Regions from separate parts of the Mus musculus genome. Here region 2 is linked to region 1. A link is a contact called in public ChIA-PET data. All regions are on one chromosome and are shown on one strand. Each heading gives the region's core, a stretch centred on a gene start, on an enhancer-like site or on the middle of the called end of the contact. The rest is flanking DNA. Distances are from core to core; before and after follow the strand shown.

Region 1 (5,574 bases), core at 2,710-5,209:
AGATGAAGGTAGAAACTTACATGAACATTCATAAAAATGTCAGAAAAAGTCTGGAGACACAGACACCAAGACCCTAATTATGCTGAGGGAATAGGGAAAAATGTGTGTGTGTGTGTGTGTGTGTGTGTGTGTGTGTGAGAAGATGACCAATTCTGAAAAATCAGTTCAGTGACTTTTTCCATGTGGTTGCTAGGATTTGAACTCAGGACCTTTGGAAGAGCAATTGGTGCTCTTAACCACTGAGCCATCTCTTCAGCCCCCAGTTCAGTGACTTTTATACGGCCACTGGAAGAGATTCTGAACTGAGTTGTTCTTGCTGAACAGGTGGTCAGCAAGACTCGAAGGGCAACGAGAGGTGACCAAGTCACCACACGATGCAAGGACTTTCCTTGCTGATGCAGCAAGCACTTGGAGTATTCATGTGTGTGAGGCGGCCAGGGGGCAGCACCTGAAACTGGTGGCAGGCATGAGCTGCCCTACAGGATGCTGGGAACCAAACTCCGGATCTCTGCAGGAGCAGCAAGGGCCCTTAACCTCTGAGCCATCTTTCTAGCCCCCTGGTCATCATTTTACCCACCCACTCTAGGGATTGGCTTGATCCTGAAAACCTGACTGGGGTGACTTAGCAATGAAGAAATGACAGGCACCCACACAAAGAAAAACTGGGATCAGGCAGGCTGTGTTCATTAGGATGGAAGGCATCTACTATGCAACTGAAAACAAAGAGTGCTAATTTTGAACAGCCAGGGTTAGTTAGCTAGTCTCAGGGAAGAGCTCTGTAAGGGAGCAGTCTTGGGGTATAAACACTGGGGCGGAGGAAGCTGTGGTTCAAGGTGATACCACCTTGTGGCTTTCTGTTGTTCCAGACACTGGTCAATCCAGCACACTTGTACGACCAGAGGAAGGGAAGGCTGAGTCACAGCAAGTTGACTGTTTCTTTTCTGATGTAACTATAGTAAAATTGGAACGTGTAATGTGTGTGTGTGTGTGTGTGTGTGTGTGTGCGTGTGCGTGCGCGCGCGCGCGCGCGCGTGCACTCGAGCATGTGTGCATGTGTATACCTTTGCCATCCCTTTAAAAACCCCATCTGGGGAAGGCTTTGCTGTTTCCATAGGTCTGAGACATCAGAACCCTTTGATATGGCTGGACCCATGTCAACAACACAGTTACTCAGAATTTCATTGGCTCCCCCCAGCCAGGGGTGAGTTCCCCAGGCTAGCACAGTCTCATACTCTAGGACATCAGGTGTTTTCTGATCCTATTACCCGTTGAGTCCCAAGTTTAAAGTAGAAAGCAGTTTTCTTTGGCTAACAAGTGCCTGCCTCTTTCACAATAAACCCAGCAATGCCATCATTCAGGTTCTGTACAGCAGATGCTGTGATCTGAATCTCCAACTTAGCAAACCCATCCTCCCACCCCTGCCTACTTCATACTCGCAGTCACTCTTGGCCCCAGTCTCCACCCACAGTTTTCCAACCTGGGCCCTTTTGCTCAATTGATTTTTTCTTTCAGGAATGCTTGACATCTCCTTCCCCACCTATGAAAATCCTACACATTTCTCAACACCTACATCAAACCAAGTGTGGTGGCCTCCTCCTTGCTGGGACAGATTTTCCTGCTTTGCTAAGGAGGTTGTGCCTGGGCCCCCAGGCTTGGTCTGTGCTCCTGTGTGCTCACCCTCCTTTCCCAACCAATTGATTACTGACCTGTCTTCCCTCCAACCTCCTCCTCTTCCTCCGTTTTGCATGTATGTGTTCCCTTGTGTGTGCAAGCACAGTGTGTCTCTGTGCCTGTGCCGGCGAAGGCCTGAGCTTTTACACTGGACATCTTCCTTAAGCATTCTCTAGATCATTGAGGTAGGGTCTCTCACTGAACCAGGAGCTTGCCAGCTCATTTAGCCAGCTTGCTCCAAGATCCTTTGTCTCCAGCACGCCACCTCGCCTACACAGCAGTTATATGGGTTCTGGGGATCCAAATGCCAGGCTAGAACTTTACGCACTGAGCCAACTCCCCAGCCCAAGTCCCACTTCTTCTTCTTCTTCTTCTTTTTTTTAAAAGATTTATTTATTTATTTTATGTAAGTACACTGTAGCTGTCTTCAGACACTCCAGAAGAGGGAGTCGGATCTCCTTACGGATGGATGTGAGCCACAATGTGGTTGTTGGGATTTGAACTCAGGACCTTCAGAAGAGCAGTTGGGTGCTCTTAGAGACATCTTACCTGCTGAGCCATCTCACCAGCCCCCAAGTCCCACTTCTTATAGAGCTGGGTTTTTGAGCCCCTACCCTAGCCAGCTGGAATATAGACATATGCACGCCACTTGAAAAGGCTTCAGTGGAGCCGGGTGTTGGTAGCGCACGCCTTTAATCCCAGCACTTAGGAGGCAGAGGCAGGCCGATTTCTGAGTTCCAGGCCAGCCTGGTCTACAGAGTGAGTTCTAGGACAGCCAGGACTACACAGAGAAACCCTGTCTCAAAACAAAAACAAAACAAAACAAACCAAAAACCCCCCAAACAGACAAACAAAACAACAAAAAGAAAATCACAAAAAAGATCTAAAGGAGAGTTCTGAAACACATGAAAAGTATACAATTCCAATTGCGAATTTCAGTGCCTACTATAAATCTCCACAGCAGTACCCACAGTCTATGTTTTGGAAGAAATACTGGGGTCTAGAGAGCCTCATGTTCCTCCCCCATCTCTCTCATAAATGCCTGCTGATTCTACTTTACTATAGGAGTTTTGATGCCTGAATCATTGGGTTGGGACAGCAAGATTCTGAGCACACAATCCTTTCCACGTTCTCATCTTTCTGTAATGGGGATAATAACTACCTTGGCCTGAAGTTGACATCAGCATCTAATAAGATCATGCACTTGACAGTATGGAAACACCCGGTAAGTCCTACGATGAAGAGAGTTCTTCAAGGAGAAAACAGAATTCCCATTCACACCCTTCCTTTAAGGCTTTCAACTTGCAGCTAGAAAATTCCCTTTAGAAGTGTTTGCTTTTACTTAAAATAATTGTTTAGCTTACTTATGGGTGAGGGGTTGTTGCATGTGCCATGGGTCCTGTGTGCAAGTCAGAGAGAGACCTGTGGGAATTGGCCCTATTTGGATTTGAATTCAGGTCCTTAAGGCACCTTTACTTGCTGAGCTGTCTTCTGGTCCAGTTCTTTTCTTTTTTTCTTTTTTCTTTTTTGGTTTTTCGAGACAGGGTGTCTCTGTGTAGCCCTGGCTGTCTTGGAACTCACTCTGTAGACCAGGCTGGCCTCGAACTCAGAAATCTGCCTGCCTCTGCTTTCCAAGTGCTGGGATTAAAGGCGTGCACCACCACTGCCCAGCTTCTGATCCAGTTCTTTTTTTTTTTTTTAATATTTTTTTATTACGTATTTTCCTCAGTTACATTTCCAATGCTATCCCAAAAGTCCCCCATACCGCCCCCCCATCCAGTTCTTATTGATTTATTTTGGGTCAGGATCTCATTATATATGCCTTGCTGGCCTGGAACTCATAAAGATACACCTGCTTCTGGAGTGCTGGGATTAAAGGCATGGGCTGCTGGCCCAAGGTTTTATCTTTAGAAGAGGACAGAGGCACACGTTCCCTCCTTCCAGCCTTTGTTCTGTGTGTATCCACATACAATTTAATTTCCCATTTTCTTTAATGTCTTAATTGGCCCTTACAACAGCTCAGACAGGAACTGGGATATGTTTGGGTTAAGCAGTTTTGCAGGCCGGGGAAACTGAGGCAAATCCCGACTGACTGCGGAGCCCTGCCTTTCCTCAGGAGGTAAGAACTTCAAGCCGCGCGCTTTATGGCGGGACACTAAAACCAGCTTCCCATTCAGGATCCCTCGGTCCCTTGCCCTCCACTCTCGTACACCCCGGAGCAGGTGGTAGGCTCTGTGTTCACCACGCAGGCGCGCGACGCCGTGTGGGGCGTGGTCGGGCGGGCCCGGAGGCGGGGCCGGCGCGCGCCGGGAGGAAGAGCTGGGATTTGGGCCGCGGCGGGAGCCCGAGTCGGCGTCACTCGAGTGCGCAGGCGCCTGGCGGTTACCGGTCTCGCCATGGAGCGGAAAGGTGAGCGGCGGAGCGGCCTCCGCCACGAGGAGCCACGGCGGTCCCCGACTGGGCGCCAGGCGCCTCTCTGGCCACTGTCGCGGCCCCCTGAAGCGGCGTCACTCTTGCCTCTCGCCCCTCGGCTGCGGCGTCCTCCGGCGCCCGCCGTCCCCGCCCCTCGCTCCGCAGCCCCCAGGCCGGGGCGGCGAGGCCTCATGGCCGGCCCGAGCCTCTTTGGGCGCGCCGGGCCTGGCAGCCGCTGTGCACCCCGAGCAGCCCGCCCCGCGCTCGGCCCGCAGCCTCAGGCCCGGTCGCCCTGCGTGCTCGCGCCGCTCCCCGCCTCCCACTTACATCGGCCCTTCATCCATCCCTCTCTCCCGCAGTGCTCGCGCTCCAGGCCCGAAAGAAAAGGACCAAGGCCAAGAAGGACAAAGCCCAAAGGAAGTGAGTCTTGTACCCCAACATCCCGCCCTTTGCGTTTCCTCGGGGACCTCCTCCCCCTACCGGGTTGTGCGCTTCGGGCGGTTCCCCCCCAACCCCTCCCCGCCACATGGTTACTGGGCCGCTGTGTGATTCGCCCTCCGGGAATCATGTGGAAGGTAGCTGGGTCTCCAGGCTCGGGTCTGCTGGAAAGACCCGGAGCCTGCCCGGCACCACTCGCCAACTCCATCGAGGAGGCCCAGGTGTGGCCCGGCAGCCGGAGCTGGCAATCATTACCTGCCTGTCTGTGAACTCTGCTCTTCCTTCCGTGCTCCGCAGCGTCTTAACTTGCCTCCTACGTCTGTCCGCACGCTACGCCATCGGGAAATTGTTGAATGAATTTTCCCTGTTTACCCTTGGCCCTGCCAACCACACGCTCGCTTGGGTAGAGGAGGACGGCCGGGAGTCTTCCTCGCGCCTGATTACTCTGCTTCCTAAGTCTGGGAGACTCTGTGGCGTTGCTGTCCACTCGGTGTGCCGGCTAAGTTATGCATTACCGGCGGGCCGTACTATCAGGTCCTCAGAGCAGTAACGTCGGAGTAATGTCCAGAGTCAAATTGCTGGTGCCGGTTGGGTGATTCCGGCTTGGTGGGCCTAGTGCTACACTTGCCCGATTTGATGTGTAATAGTGGTTTAGTGGTGTTGGGGGTGTGTGTGCACAAAAGAGGGCACAGTCTGATAGAAACGCTGGGTGGAGGCTTATTCAAGTGAGCTTAGCTGCTACCATTCCCACCAACGTCTTTGTTTTTTGAGATAGCCTTGGCTGACCTGGAACTCCCTATGTAGACCAGGTTGGCCTTGAATTTATCCTCTTGTTTTTGGCTCTGAGAATCCTGGGATTAAGGGGCATGTGCCACCACTGCAGGCTCACTGCCATTGTGAGCTTAGAAGTTAGCTTTACGAAGGATCTTGTACTAACATTTAGTTGCAGAGGTTCCTCCGGGTGGACTTAGAGAGTTCTCTGCTTAGCACTCTGTTTCAGAGGAACTGTTTTCTGTGTTTTCCCATTTATTTGGTGTTTTGTATTATCAAGCT
Region 2 (6,304 bases), core at 1,626-4,125, 110 kb before region 1:
AGCCAATGGCGTCCTTTCCTTGCACATCAGCACGAACCCTGCTGGAAGGTGACTACTGCTATGCATTTGCCCTTCTTCTACCTGAGTGCAGAGATGGGCTGACTCACTCTGTACAGACTTTGGACTTCCCTCTGAAAACTCCACACTCAACAATGCTCTGCATACTGAGAGAGGGGACAAACAGGGTGAACTAGACACGCAGGATTCAGGTGAGCTCACACGCTCAACTGTCATGCTCTCCTTGCGGGCAGCACGTACAGGATCAGCCATTTGTCATCTGGGAGTCAAGAAGATGTATCTCTGAAGAAGAGGGCAGGAGCCATGCCTTTGTTTCCTTGGCTGGTTAACCCAGGTGCCAGCACACTAAGCAGTGAGCTGTCCTCGGGCCTCTGCCAGCTTTCTGTCCTGTTCTCCCTGTCCTGCATTCTCTGTATTCAGACCCCGTGTCCTTGTCTACACTGGCTTCCCTGTTCTGTTCTTTCCAGAAGGAATGAGTTATTCAGTGTTCTGTTGACTACAATTCTTTAGTAAATTTTTCTGACTACTTTTACTCAGTCAGCTTTATCTCACCCGGATGTAGGTACTGTATGCTCCCCACCCCCAGGGGGTCTGGGGTTAGACCCATGGCCATGTTGACGTCACTGAGCTACATCTACAATAGTTGTTTGTTTATTTAAAAAGGTGTCTTACAAATTAAGCCCAGGCTTTCTGCCTCTGCCTTTTAAGTGCTGGGGTTAGAGACCTGCACCATCACAGCTGGTGCTTTGGAGATTTCAAAAGTACTGGGTGGTGTCATCAACACTAACTTAACCTTGCCCATACTTTTCCAACATTTAGACTGCCATTACCCATTTCTGACGATTATGCAGGGAAGCTCTTTTCTCACTACTGTACACAACTGAGTTATCACTGAGAGGATGTTTGTCTTGGTACCTGATTCTGTCCATTGCTGCACTAGAACTGTTCAAATATCTGATGTGCCCACTTCATGTTAAGATAAAAGACATCTCATTATTAGGCCATGTATCCAGCTTGCTTGCTTGCTCTCTCTCTCTCTCTCTCTCTCTCTCTCTCTCTCTCTCTCTTTTTCCTTTTTGACGAGACAGGCTTTCTTTGTATAGCCCAGGCTGTCCTCGAACTCAGAAATCCGCCTGCCTCTGCCTCCCAAGTGCTGGGATTAAAGGCGTACGCCACCATGCCTGGCTTGCTTTCTTATCTTAAAGGAGTAAAGGAAATAAAATAAAATAGGCCCATTCAAAAGCTCCAGGGTCCTTTATGTATAGCTACACTGCAGATTCGGGGTCCTGATTTTGTCAGGGGAGGTGACTCGTGTGTTGCTGGTTGCCTACAGCTACTTAACTTCCTTCTTAGCTGAGCAGAAGGCTCTTCTATTGGAAGTGGTAGGAGGGGAACCTAGGCGTGCACAGCTGGGGCTTAGCTCCTCCATTTATTTCCCTAAGCGGAAATGAGAGGAAGGAGGGGCTTTCCTAGCTTCCTCAAAGTTTCTGGCCCCAGAAAGTGACAACAGCTTAAAAAACAAAAACAAAAACAAAAAAAAAATCCTCCAACAACAACAAAAACAACAACAACAAGGCTGGGCAATGGTGGCACAAGCCTTCAATCCCAGCACTTGGGAGGCAGAGGCAGGGGGATTTCTGAGTTCGAGGCCAGCCTGGTCTACAAAGTGAGTTCCAGGACAACCAGGGCTACATAGAGAAACCCTGTCTCAAAAAAACAAAAAAAAAAAACAAAAAAAACAAAAAAAAACCAAAAAACAAAAACAACAACAACAAAAAACAAAAAACCAACAACAACAACAAAAAACCAACCAACCATGGCTAAAGTAAAACAGAGTCACCTTCTTATGGCCTCCATGGAGAAAGCACAAGTTCCAAGTGGCCCCTCATGCTATTCACTGTATTGACCAAGGTTCCTGGAGGAGTTCAGAGCCATCTGCAGACTGTCATGAGGGGAGGAAGCTGTTCTGTGTGGTCTGAGGGTGGGAGAGGAGCCCATGGAAAGACCCCGCCCAGGAGGAGCCCCTCTAGGGACAAGGCACACATCACCCACCACTGAGAGGGAAGGTCAGACTAGCACACAGTGTCAGAGATTAGGATGCTCAGCAGAAAGTGAGAGGGCTCTTAAGCACGTGGGCAACTTCAGAGAGAAGTCAGGGCTCAGGAGGACACACACACAAATTTCCCATTAATCTCTTGGAATGAACTGGAATCTCAACTCTCAGTTTTATTAGCATACAATTGCCCCAAAGGGGTTCCCATGATCTTAAGTCCACACCCAGATAAGGATAGTTTAGAATAAAACACACTCATGCATGCAAGCGGGCTCATGCAGGCTCACATGTGTGCACACATCACACACAGCACACGTCACACATGCATTCCAAAGTCAGAGTGCAGAGTGACGGAAGGCAAGTGGCAGAGGCCCCCGAGGGTAGTAATTCAATCAAAGCGTCAACTCACAGACTCTGAGGAGATTTTCTTCAGAAGCTCAGCCCCTGGGGTTCCAACGAGTCTTAAAATGAGCTTCAACTGATCAATATCTAACGGTGGACTATAAAGGAAAATGTCGGGACAAAATAAAAGTGAAAAGCAAAACAAAACAATAATGAGCAAAATAAAACACAACAAACAAAAAAAATCTCAATAATGGAAATGAGTCCCCCCCTCCCCCAAACAAGGCCAACATGGTGGAAGATTCTGGGTGGAAGGCTTCTGTAGGGTGGCCACTTTCAGCATGACTTGCTCCTCCTGTAGAAAGGTTCAAAAAACCGCCACACACACACACATTTGTCACCACCATGCAGCAGGAAGTAAAGTCACTGTGGTTGGGTCTTAGACAAGAGGCCACGCCACTCAGTCCATGAGCCCAGCCTCCACCTCCACCTCCCCTTCCACCAAGGCACTAGGAGGTAGCTAAGCAGAGTGTGCTGGCAAGCAGAGGCGGAGCACACTCTATGCATCTATTTGTGACTATCCCCCTAAGGCCTGACCTAAGGAACTTGTAATCTGACAGTTGGGAGGCCTGCTCTCCTCCCAGACACCATTCGTTCACTTGAGTGTGCCCTCTGGAGACCTTCCCCTCTCCCCTCTAGGAGACAGAACATGTGAGGGACAGCCAGCTGGCAGAGGGTGCTACCCCACTATGGGAGACACCAGGCTGCAACCATAACGGATGTAAAGTAACCAAAGTCTACTCACTAAAGACTTGAAAAGCAGAAAGGCAAAGGGCCCGGAATAGTCATTCTGCCATCCAAAACCTCAGAACAAATGAGCATGTGTTCACCGGAGGATCAGAGGCCATTTACTCTCACTGCCTTCAGTCAGCCCCTTTTGAGCATCTGAACAGCTGCTCCATACCTCAGCTGATGGTGAGATAGGGAGACTGTGTGAGCCCGTCAGGTTCTGCAGGATCATTAGCCGTCCTTCCTGTGTCACCTAAAATCCCCCAGCAGCCTCTTAACTCAGAGTCCTTGTGCCTCATCTATCCAAGTGCTGGGACTACAATGTATGGCTGAACCCCATCCCTTATTTTAGATTATCTGATACATAAAAGGCACATACAATATTTAAAGAACAGATAGAGAAGATTTAGCTTGCATATAGAGAGGCAAAATAAGCATGAGTCAGTCAAGAGAACAGTGTCTGCAAGCCACAGTTGCCTAGTCACAGGAACTGCTTATGCAACAAGATGGCCATTTTGCCTCTGAACATTTTTTTTTTTTGCTAAAACAGAAGAAAATTCTAGAAAGGTGACAGGAAGATACAGCCTGGTGCCTGTCTTATACATGGAGTTTTCCTGGAATGCAACAAGGCCGTGCATTCGTGTATTTACACACCAGTTTTCACAGGCCTGCAACAGTCAATAATTTTTAAGATAAGATGAGCCAGTGCCCAAAAATGGCATCCTACAGAAAACCGAGTTAACCCAGAAGGAAGTCCACTCACACAAGATATTTCTGAAGTTAGAATGGTAAAAGAAAAAACAAAACAAAACAAAACCCCTGCTACTGAAAATGGAAAAGAGGAGATGCTCCAGGTGCGGACAGTGGGTGGACTGAGACTGGCACTGACTCACTCAGGCCGTAACACTGCCGACATGCTAATGGTGACAGTTGAGCATCTTCCTTGCAGACAGGAAGAAGCTACTCAGTTTATATAAATCTAGCTCCATTCACATTTCTACTCCCCAGGAATATCTGATTAGCCACTTCAAGAGGATGTATGTTAATAGAAAAAAATTAGACTCTTCCAGCCCTCCAAGAGGTGATTTTACCATGTACGACTCCAAAGTAGTTTATTAACCAGCTGGACTTTCTTTCTTTCTTTCTTTTTTTTTTTTGTTTGTTTGTTTTCGAGACAGGGTTTCTCTGTGTAGCCCTGGCTGTCCTGGCACTCACTCTGTAGACCAGGCTGGCCTTGAACTCAGAAATCCACCTGCCTCTGCCTCCGGAGTGCTGGGATTAAAGGTGTGCGCCACCACGCCCGGCCCAGCTGGACTTTCTAAAGAGGCAAGTTTCATATTCCCTTTGGGAAAAGTGAAGTCTGGGTTGTTTCCTAACTGACTTAGCTTCACCTCCAAGCTGCCTGAAGAACATGCATCTATCAGCAGGCAGGGCTCATCCATACCTTTCTCCCTTGTCTGCAGGGGTGAGCATTCTCAGACTAAATCACAACCAGCTCCTCACCCTCACATCCACGCCTTTCTGACACCTGTCACTCAACTTTTATCTGCTTGCCTCAAACTACTATTCTTGAATAGGCTCAAAGCTTCAACTCAAGGCAAAGGTCTCAGGCACTTCTATGCCTCTTTATGCAGTTGTAAGGGAAGCCTCCACTCTTCCTGTATTAAGCCTTTTCCTTTCCCACTGTCCCTTCCAAGGGCTGTTCTAACAAGAAGTCTTTCTGGACAAGCTTTTTTGAGATGGCCTCAAACTTACTATGTGGCTGAGGTGACCTGGACTCCTGAGTCTCCGTCTCCTCTCCATAATGACCTGGGGTTTTACTCCATGTTGGACTTCTCTCTGAAGTAACTTACCTGCACCTCTCACTCCTCATTCCATTCTGCTTTTCCACCGGAGGAAGACTTCTGTCCCAGTCACCCCACCACTCTGGTTGGTTCAGACTGACTACCCTGGTTTTGAGGGTGGCAGCAGCATCTCTCCAGCCTTGCCCAGTGCAGCCAGCCTGGCAAACACCGACTGATCCAAACACTTGACTCACTGTTCTGACCTATCCTCAAAACCCAGAAAAACATTCTATGCAGTTTATTTAAAAAAAAAAAAAAGTAGTAAAAAGGATGAATGAACATCGTGCACAGCGAGGAGGGCTGTGGCTGGAGCTGCTACAGCAAACCTGGGAATTGGAAGGTAATAAACACATTATGGAAGAAAACCCTCCTTAGGAGCTAAGGCAAAGCTGCCACCCAGCTATGTGACAGTGCACAGCAAGACTTAGTACAGCCTGCTATTTCCACAGTGAGCTATCCTTCACAACTGGGATAGCTTTTCCTTCCCCACAAAGAAGTAAGTTTATCATCAGTTTAAAATGTATTTCAAGGGGGCTGGTGAGATGGCTCAGTGGGTAAGAGCACCTGACTGCTCTTCCGAAGGTCCAGAGTTCAAATCCCAGCAACGACATGGTGGCTCACAGCCATCTGCAACAAGATCTGACTCCCTCTTCTAGAGTGTCTGAAGACAGCTACAGTGTATATATTAATAAATAAATCTTAAAAAAAATGTATTTCAAGTAAGATGATAATACCAAATTTTTTTTTTTTTTTTTTTTTTTTTTTTTTTTTTTTTAAAGATTTATTTATTTATTATTATATGTAAGTACACTGTAGCTGTCTTCAGACACACCAGAAGAGGGCATCAGATCTTGTTACGGATGGTTGTGAGCCACCATGTGGTTGCTGGGATTTGAACTCCGGACCTTTGGAAGAGCAGTCGGGTGCTCTTACCCACTGAGCCATCTCACCAGCCCCGATAATACCAAATTTTAATTCAGAAATTATCTGAGCCATCTTTCCAACCCTAAGGCACTGGCTTTAGTATCAGCAGTGCAACTTCTTTTCTCTTCTTTTTTTTTCCCTTTCTTTCTTTCTGGTTTTCGAGACAGGGTTTCTCTGTGTAGCCCAGGCTGTCCTGGAACTCAGAAATCCGCCTGCCTCTGCCTCCCGAGTGCTGGGATTAAAGGCGTGCGCCACCACGCCCGGTCCAACTTCTTTTCAAAACTGAGACCAACTTCTAGAGATGCAGCTCAATGGTACAGTATCTGCCTGGCAT

What was found. ChIA-PET counts read pairs in DNA pulled down with a chosen protein or histone mark.
Region 2: an RNA polymerase II ChIA-PET map of memory CD8 T cells shows a contact between it and region 1, with 138 read pairs. The contact joins the enhancer-like site here to the promoter of Srpk1 in region 1. A contact is called at or near these places in 2 of 484 Hi-C or Micro-C datasets (embryonic fibroblasts and nephron progenitors), 2 of 115 datasets of contacts at active chromatin or transcription factors (effector CD8 T cells and memory CD8 T cells) and 4 of 9 other capture datasets (adipose tissue, embryonic stem cells, liver and 1 more).

What each region holds. Positions count from the first base shown.
Region 1 is chr17:28,620,906-28,626,479 of GRCm38.p6, reverse strand. It overlaps Srpk1 (serine/arginine-rich protein specific kinase 1), which reads left to right and starts at 3,959. Exons shown (of 16, transcript NM_016795.4): 1 at 3,959-4,080; 2 at 4,443-4,503. The coding sequence starts at 4,068.
Region 2 is chr17:28,733,267-28,739,570 of GRCm38.p6, reverse strand. It overlaps Mapk14 (mitogen-activated protein kinase 14), which reads right to left. Exons shown (of 12, transcript NM_011951.3): 9 at 2,481-2,560. Among named protein-coding and RNA genes, the nearest start is that of Mapk13, 33 kb to the left of the region's middle. Within about 2 kb of position 2,875, at least 83 of the 459 cell types and tissues checked have an H3K27ac peak or open chromatin away from gene starts, as enhancers often do. A contact at or near this core is called in memory CD8 T cells, where this site is marked.